Regions from separate parts of the Ovis aries genome. Here region 1 is linked to region 2. The links are chromatin contacts, called in public Hi-C maps. All regions are on one chromosome and are shown on one strand. The core of a region is the stretch at or near the end of the contact, and the rest is flanking DNA. Distances in the headings are between cores, read along the strand shown. Region 1 holds the start of LOC101104661 (growth-regulated protein homolog gamma). Region 2 holds the start of LOC101103238 (C-X-C motif chemokine 6).

Region 1 (2,700 bases), core at 183-2,682, 180 kb before region 2:
AGTTCCTGTAAGAGCAGAGACCACTTTTCAGGAACTGTCACCAGTGAATTTCTTACTTCCCTCTAGGTCAGTTGGTGCTGCCCCTACAATGAGAAAAGGGTTAGGGTTACAGGTGCTGAGGAAAGCTATTCTTCTTGTACAGGCCCCAAGGCTGGAGGGACTTCTGCATGGAGACCCTGGCCCAGCTTTGCACTCAGAAAAGGTTTCTGCTAAAAAAGATTTTAAAACTTTCACAGGCATCCTAGAACTCAGGGAGCTTTCACTGCAAAGTCCTGCTCTTCACTGGTAAGTTTCTGAGGTCCTGGTTGCCGGAAACCCGGGTCTCCATTTTTCAGGTAGAAACCATTGAGGAATGGAGGTAAACAACATCTGTTCTTTAATGGGTTGGAAGCATTTTACCATTTCTGGTTAAATTTACTTAGTCTTTTAAAATCGCTCAGTTGTGTCTGATTCTTTGTGACTCTATGGACTGTAGGCTACCAGGCTCCTCTGTCCATGGAATTCTCTAGTCAAGAAGATTGGAGTGGGTAGCCATTCCCTTCTCCAGGGGATCTTCCTGACCCAAGGGTTGAACCTGGGTCGCCTGCATTGCAAGTGAATTCTTTACCTTCTGAGCCACCAGGAGAGCCCTACTTAATCTTTTAGGAACATACAGGTTCATTTGAATGGGGATGGAGAGGAGGGTCAGGACAGAGGGAGCTGGAAACAGCCTTCGGACACTAGAGCAGATCAAATTTAATGGGAAATAATGGTTTTTAGTCCTACAACTAAACTGTGGGTTTATCAAATACTATTTTCAGGAAGTAGATGCCAGTATTTGAGGGCAATGGCTCTAGTTGCAAGTAGGAATAAAATCCATGACTTACTTGTTTAGCATCTTATTGATGATTTTCTTAACCATGGGAGCTTCAGGGTTGAGACAAGCTTCCTGACCATTCTTAAGAGTGGCTCTGCAGAGAGAAGGGAGAATCCACGTGAGGCAGGAGGTCGGGCTGTAAGTCTAGGTTGGGGCATCCGGACTGCCGGGGTGATAAGAACAACAACAATGGCTCTACTTACATGACTTCGGTTTGGCCGCAGTGGGGGCCCGGGGGCGTCACCTTGACGCTCTGGATGTTCTTGAGGTGAATCCCCTGCAAAGTCTGCAGGCAATGGCAGCGCAGTTCATTGACCACGGGCGCCCCTGCGGGAAGGACAGAGTGGGTTAGGGGCTGCCCCCATGGGTACCCGCCCGTCCCCGTCCCGCCCAGTGGATCCCGGGCTCCGGTTCTCACCTGCTGCGCGCCGGCCGGCGGCCACCAGGAGCAGGAGCAGCATCGCGGCGCGGAGGAGGCGGGGAGCGGCGGTCGCGGCTCGGGCCATGGGTCTCAGCTCGGAGGGTCTGTGTCTGCGGCGGGAAGGCTGGCGGGAGCGCTGGCTGAGCGGGCTCTGTGGCTCTCGGAGCCTAGCGAACCCCTTTTATCCATGGTTGGGGCGGGAGTTGGCAGCCCCGGGCCCGGGAAATTCCCGGACGCGCGGGTCATTCCCGGGTCCGGAAGGAAGGCTTGGCCCCGCCTGCCTCCCGGGGAGTCCACGCACGCGGGGTGTCCTCTTTGTGCCCAAATCCCCACGTGGGGAATGAGTGGCCGCCAGGCTGGGGCTACCTAAGGTCGAGAGGGGTGCCGTGGGCGCCCGGACACCCCTGGTTGTCAGCGGACGTTGTCAGACTAGTATAGGGACTGCACCACAGTTTAGGGGGGAGTTAATTTCTTTCAAAGACACTTCCATTTTGGAGATTGAACGAGTTGAGGCTAGAATGGCAGCCTTTGTTTGTTTGTTTTGTCTATCTTTCCTTTTTCTTTAATTTGCATTTTGTAGACTTTATGAATCCCTGACATAAATGCACTTTTTAAAATAACATATCATCTCAGTTTATATGTAAGAACCTTTGTCTAATACCTGATGTTCTAGGATCAAAAATAAATCACACTAGTGCCATTGTTTTGTTTTGTTTTGTTTGAGATATGAACTGGGGGCGAGGGCCAGGGACCTGACTATTAAATGGGTTGATTCCCTGTTTATTTTAGGATACTGTGTTGTAATCTGTTATCTGTCCTCTCTTCGAAATTCTGGAACTTAGTGATTCCAAGAGCACCACTTTTTGTTACACAGAAGGCTGTGTTTTCACTCACCGCAGATATAAGGTATTATAAAGGGCCAAGTTGGGCTCAGGAGGTCCCTTCACCTTTCCTAGGCCTGTCTGTGGGCAGAAAAGATCTTAAGATCAGAAAGTGAGTGCCTAAGATTCCTGACTTTAAACAGCAGATATGGCTTTGGACACAAATACTAGATTACTAATACATTTCACTCCATGTTATTTGAATTTGCCTATTTCTTTGAACTAATTCCTCCTGGGAATCAACTATCAATGTACTTACATTTCAAATTCTATGTAACTGAGGCCTTCTCACTTGCAGCATCAGTTTCAATATCCCTTTTTAGATTAAACTGTAGTTGGTCTAAGTTGACCCTCCAGAGTAGGTAAGGACTTTGGGGATGTGTGTGATGTTCTGTGGATGCTGTGAGAAGGATTGGGGAGTGGAGGAAGAGGGTCTGCCTCAGGAACAGAGGGATTTTGTCAATCAGGCTGTCAAGGCTGAAATCTCAACTGTACATTTACCTGCCACCATGGGATCATGGGCAGTTTATTTAATCTGTCCC
Region 2 (2,724 bases), core at 154-2,653:
CACAGCTTTTCCCATGGCAGTATAAGAACTACATTCTAGAAACAACAGTAGTCACCTTGAAAGGATTAACAATCAGTGATTCCTTGATTCACAATTTAGTCAACTCTTAAAGAATTCAATAGCATAGCAGTTAAAATAACAGCAAATAAGGAGCAGAAAATACTATGCTAAACAGGACATAAACTGAGCAGAAAGCTGCAAGAACAAGCATAGATTCCCTCTTCCTTTGTCTCTTTCATAGTGGGGAATTCATACAGAAACCTAACTCATTGGAGAAAATGAGCTCTTGCTTCTTGTCTTCAGTGGGTCCAGAGGTCCCCAGAAAATTCTGCTGAAGAACTGGGCAATTCTTCCAATGCACGGTCCTTTCTTTTAATTGTTCTTTCCACTGTTGAAAAAAGAATTATATCAATTTAACCAAATTTCCACACATCTGTCTACCCCAACTTGTTTTCAAACCAGGGTTTAGGATCAATAAAAAGCAGACGGTAGAGTCCTTAACAAACAAAATACATCTCAGTAGTGAGTTCTGTGTAACCTCTTAGGCAATTCATGTTGAGATTCATGATAAGAGTTTTCCCAGGACTTTGGAGAATAACTTTCCCTTCTCCGGAACATCCTTTTTATTTTAAACATGGTCTGGAATGTGGTCGCCAAATCTCAGACATAGGGTAAGGACTTTGACAAATCCACACTCCAAGATAGATTAAGAAACCAGAAAGAGCAAAGTGACAGATACCTGTCCAATATTTTCTGGACGATCTTCTTGATCAAAGGAGCTTCTGGGTCCAGACAGACTTCCCTTCCATTCTTCAAGGTGGCTCTGCAGAGAGAAAACGAAGATGCCCCCATGAACGTGGGGGCTGAAGACTAAGGCGGGATGGTGGGGTGGGGGAAAACCTTCCTTCTTGCAAAGGTCACGGTGGACAGCGCCGCGCACTAGGACTTACACCACTTCCACCTTGGAGCACTGCGGTCCCGCGGCGGTCACCTGCAGATCACTGACCATTTTGGGATGAATTCCCGGGGTGGTGGTTAAACACACACAACGCAGCTCTCTCACAACGGCCGCGACAGGACCAGCTGGGGTAGGAGAGACACCGTTATAGGGCAGGTTGCTGGGAGAGCTCTTTCCCGGTCCGCCCGCCTGGGACACTTCCCCACGCCCGGGACGCCGCTCCGCTCCACCCGCCGGGTGCGCTCGGCTGGTCTCGCGCTCTCACCGCTGGCGAGGGGCACGGGCGGCGTCAGCAGCAGCAGCGCGAGCAGCGCGCACAGGGAGCCCGAGGGGCCGGAGAGGCGGGCGGCGCGGCTGGATAGCAGTCTCATAGTGGCGAAGAGAGGACTGCGGAGGGTTCCGAAGGAGGGAGAAGGCGCGGGATTCGAAGCTCCAGAGCGCTTGTGACTGCCTCGGGTCTTCAGCATACCTTTTATATGCCCTGGCCCCTTCCTCCAGGCAGGAAACTCAACCTTTAGGATGCTTGGGAAATTCCCTGAACTAAGGGGGGCGGGGAGAGGGGGCCGGGTGGAGTGGGGGCTGGAGGAGCGGGGTTTGAGGAGGGTGGTTGGGAGGAGCAGCCCGCGGTGGATCTGTTAGGTCGCCCAGCGGTGGCTGGAGTGGATGCTGCTTTCGCTGGAAGTAAGAAGCAATCCTGCGGAGATTTTGTCCACCCGGGCCAGCCCGGGCTAGCGAAAGCCAGTTTCTCCAGGATGACAGGTGTCTTTTCAGAGATGCCCCTCATCTTCATCTAAACAGAAAGGCACAAAGTAAGCCACTGGAAGTGTTCTTTAGGGGGAGAGGGGTTGTTTTTGTTTTGTTTTTCTTTCTTTTTTCTTTTTTAAAATTAATTTGGCTCTGCCCAGGGCGAGGGGGCGGGGGTGGTGGGGCGGACATGCGGTATCTTTGTTCCGCATCAGGGATCCAACCGCAAGCCTGCTTTGGCAGCATGGAGTCTTAACCACTGAACCTGCAGGGAAGTTTAGCTGACAGGTTAGATTTTAGAAAATTTTCTGAACCCTTTTCTAATTATTATTATAACTGTAATAATTATTACTATTCAGTTAATGTAAGCTGTGTCTCAAACTACACCAAACTGAAAAACCTTTCACTCCTGCTTGCCGGCAAACCATTCTAGCTTCCTCAGATTAGTTTGTAATTCTCTGGACTTCAGCCAGCAGTTAGAAGCCAAGATAAGATGATGAAAGTATCTGTACTCCTACTTGAAGTCAGTGGAAGGAATAGGCTGCAAAAGCAAGTCCACTTTCTGGGAATTTTATACATAGTTTTGCAAACATGCATGTCAAGGTGGTTTAACAAAAATCATCCAAAAAATCACCCACCAAATTGCCCTGGGAAAAAATGCCTTGCTTTCAGCAGTTCAGTACACTGTGGAATTGGAAGACTCTGTGGTCTTGGTTGGGGGTGGGATGAGTGCAGATTACAGCAGTGCCCCAGAGACCATCCTCTTGGTATGGCTCCAGACCTAACCAGATGTGTAATTGACCCAGTTTGGAGAAGCCCTGGAGTCTGATGAGTTTAAGGGGCTCATCTGGAAGTTTGGTTCTAGGGATCTGAATCAGTTTGGCAGTGAGATGGCACCCACTCACTTCACTCAGCTAACTTCATGAGATGGGAGGATGACTCACACACACAGGCTTCTGGAACCATCCAGCTTCATAATCAGTGGTGTGACCAAGCCTGTTTCCACAATCCTGCTCTAGTCC

The links. A called contact is a pair of places that touch in the nucleus more often than the background predicts.
Region 1: a Hi-C map of tail adipose tissue shows a contact between it and region 2, with 4 times the contacts expected there. The contact joins the promoter of LOC101104661 here to the promoter of LOC101103238 in region 2. A contact is called at or near these places in 3 of 16 Hi-C or Micro-C datasets (omental adipose tissue, skin fibroblasts and tail adipose tissue).

What each region holds. Positions count from the first base shown.
Region 1 is chr6:89,811,448-89,814,147 of ARS-UI_Ramb_v3.0, reverse strand. It overlaps LOC101104661 (growth-regulated protein homolog gamma), which reads right to left and starts at 1,432. Exons shown (of 4, transcript XM_012180145.4): 1 at 1,275-1,432; 2 at 1,060-1,183; 3 at 867-950; 4 at 1-5. The coding sequence starts at 1,362. It overlaps LOC105615523 (a long non-coding RNA gene), which reads left to right and starts at 70. Exons shown (of 7, transcript XR_009601075.1): 1 at 70-285.
Region 2 is chr6:89,633,007-89,635,730 of ARS-UI_Ramb_v3.0, reverse strand. LOC101103238 (C-X-C motif chemokine 6) reads right to left here and starts at 1,403. Exons shown (of 4, transcript XM_027971406.3): 1 at 1,224-1,403; 2 at 951-1,083; 3 at 740-823; 4 at 1-388. The coding sequence starts at 1,329. The coding sequence ends at 373. It overlaps LOC121819875 (a long non-coding RNA gene), which reads left to right and starts at 1,540. Exons shown (of 5, transcript XR_009601064.1): 1 at 1,540-1,767.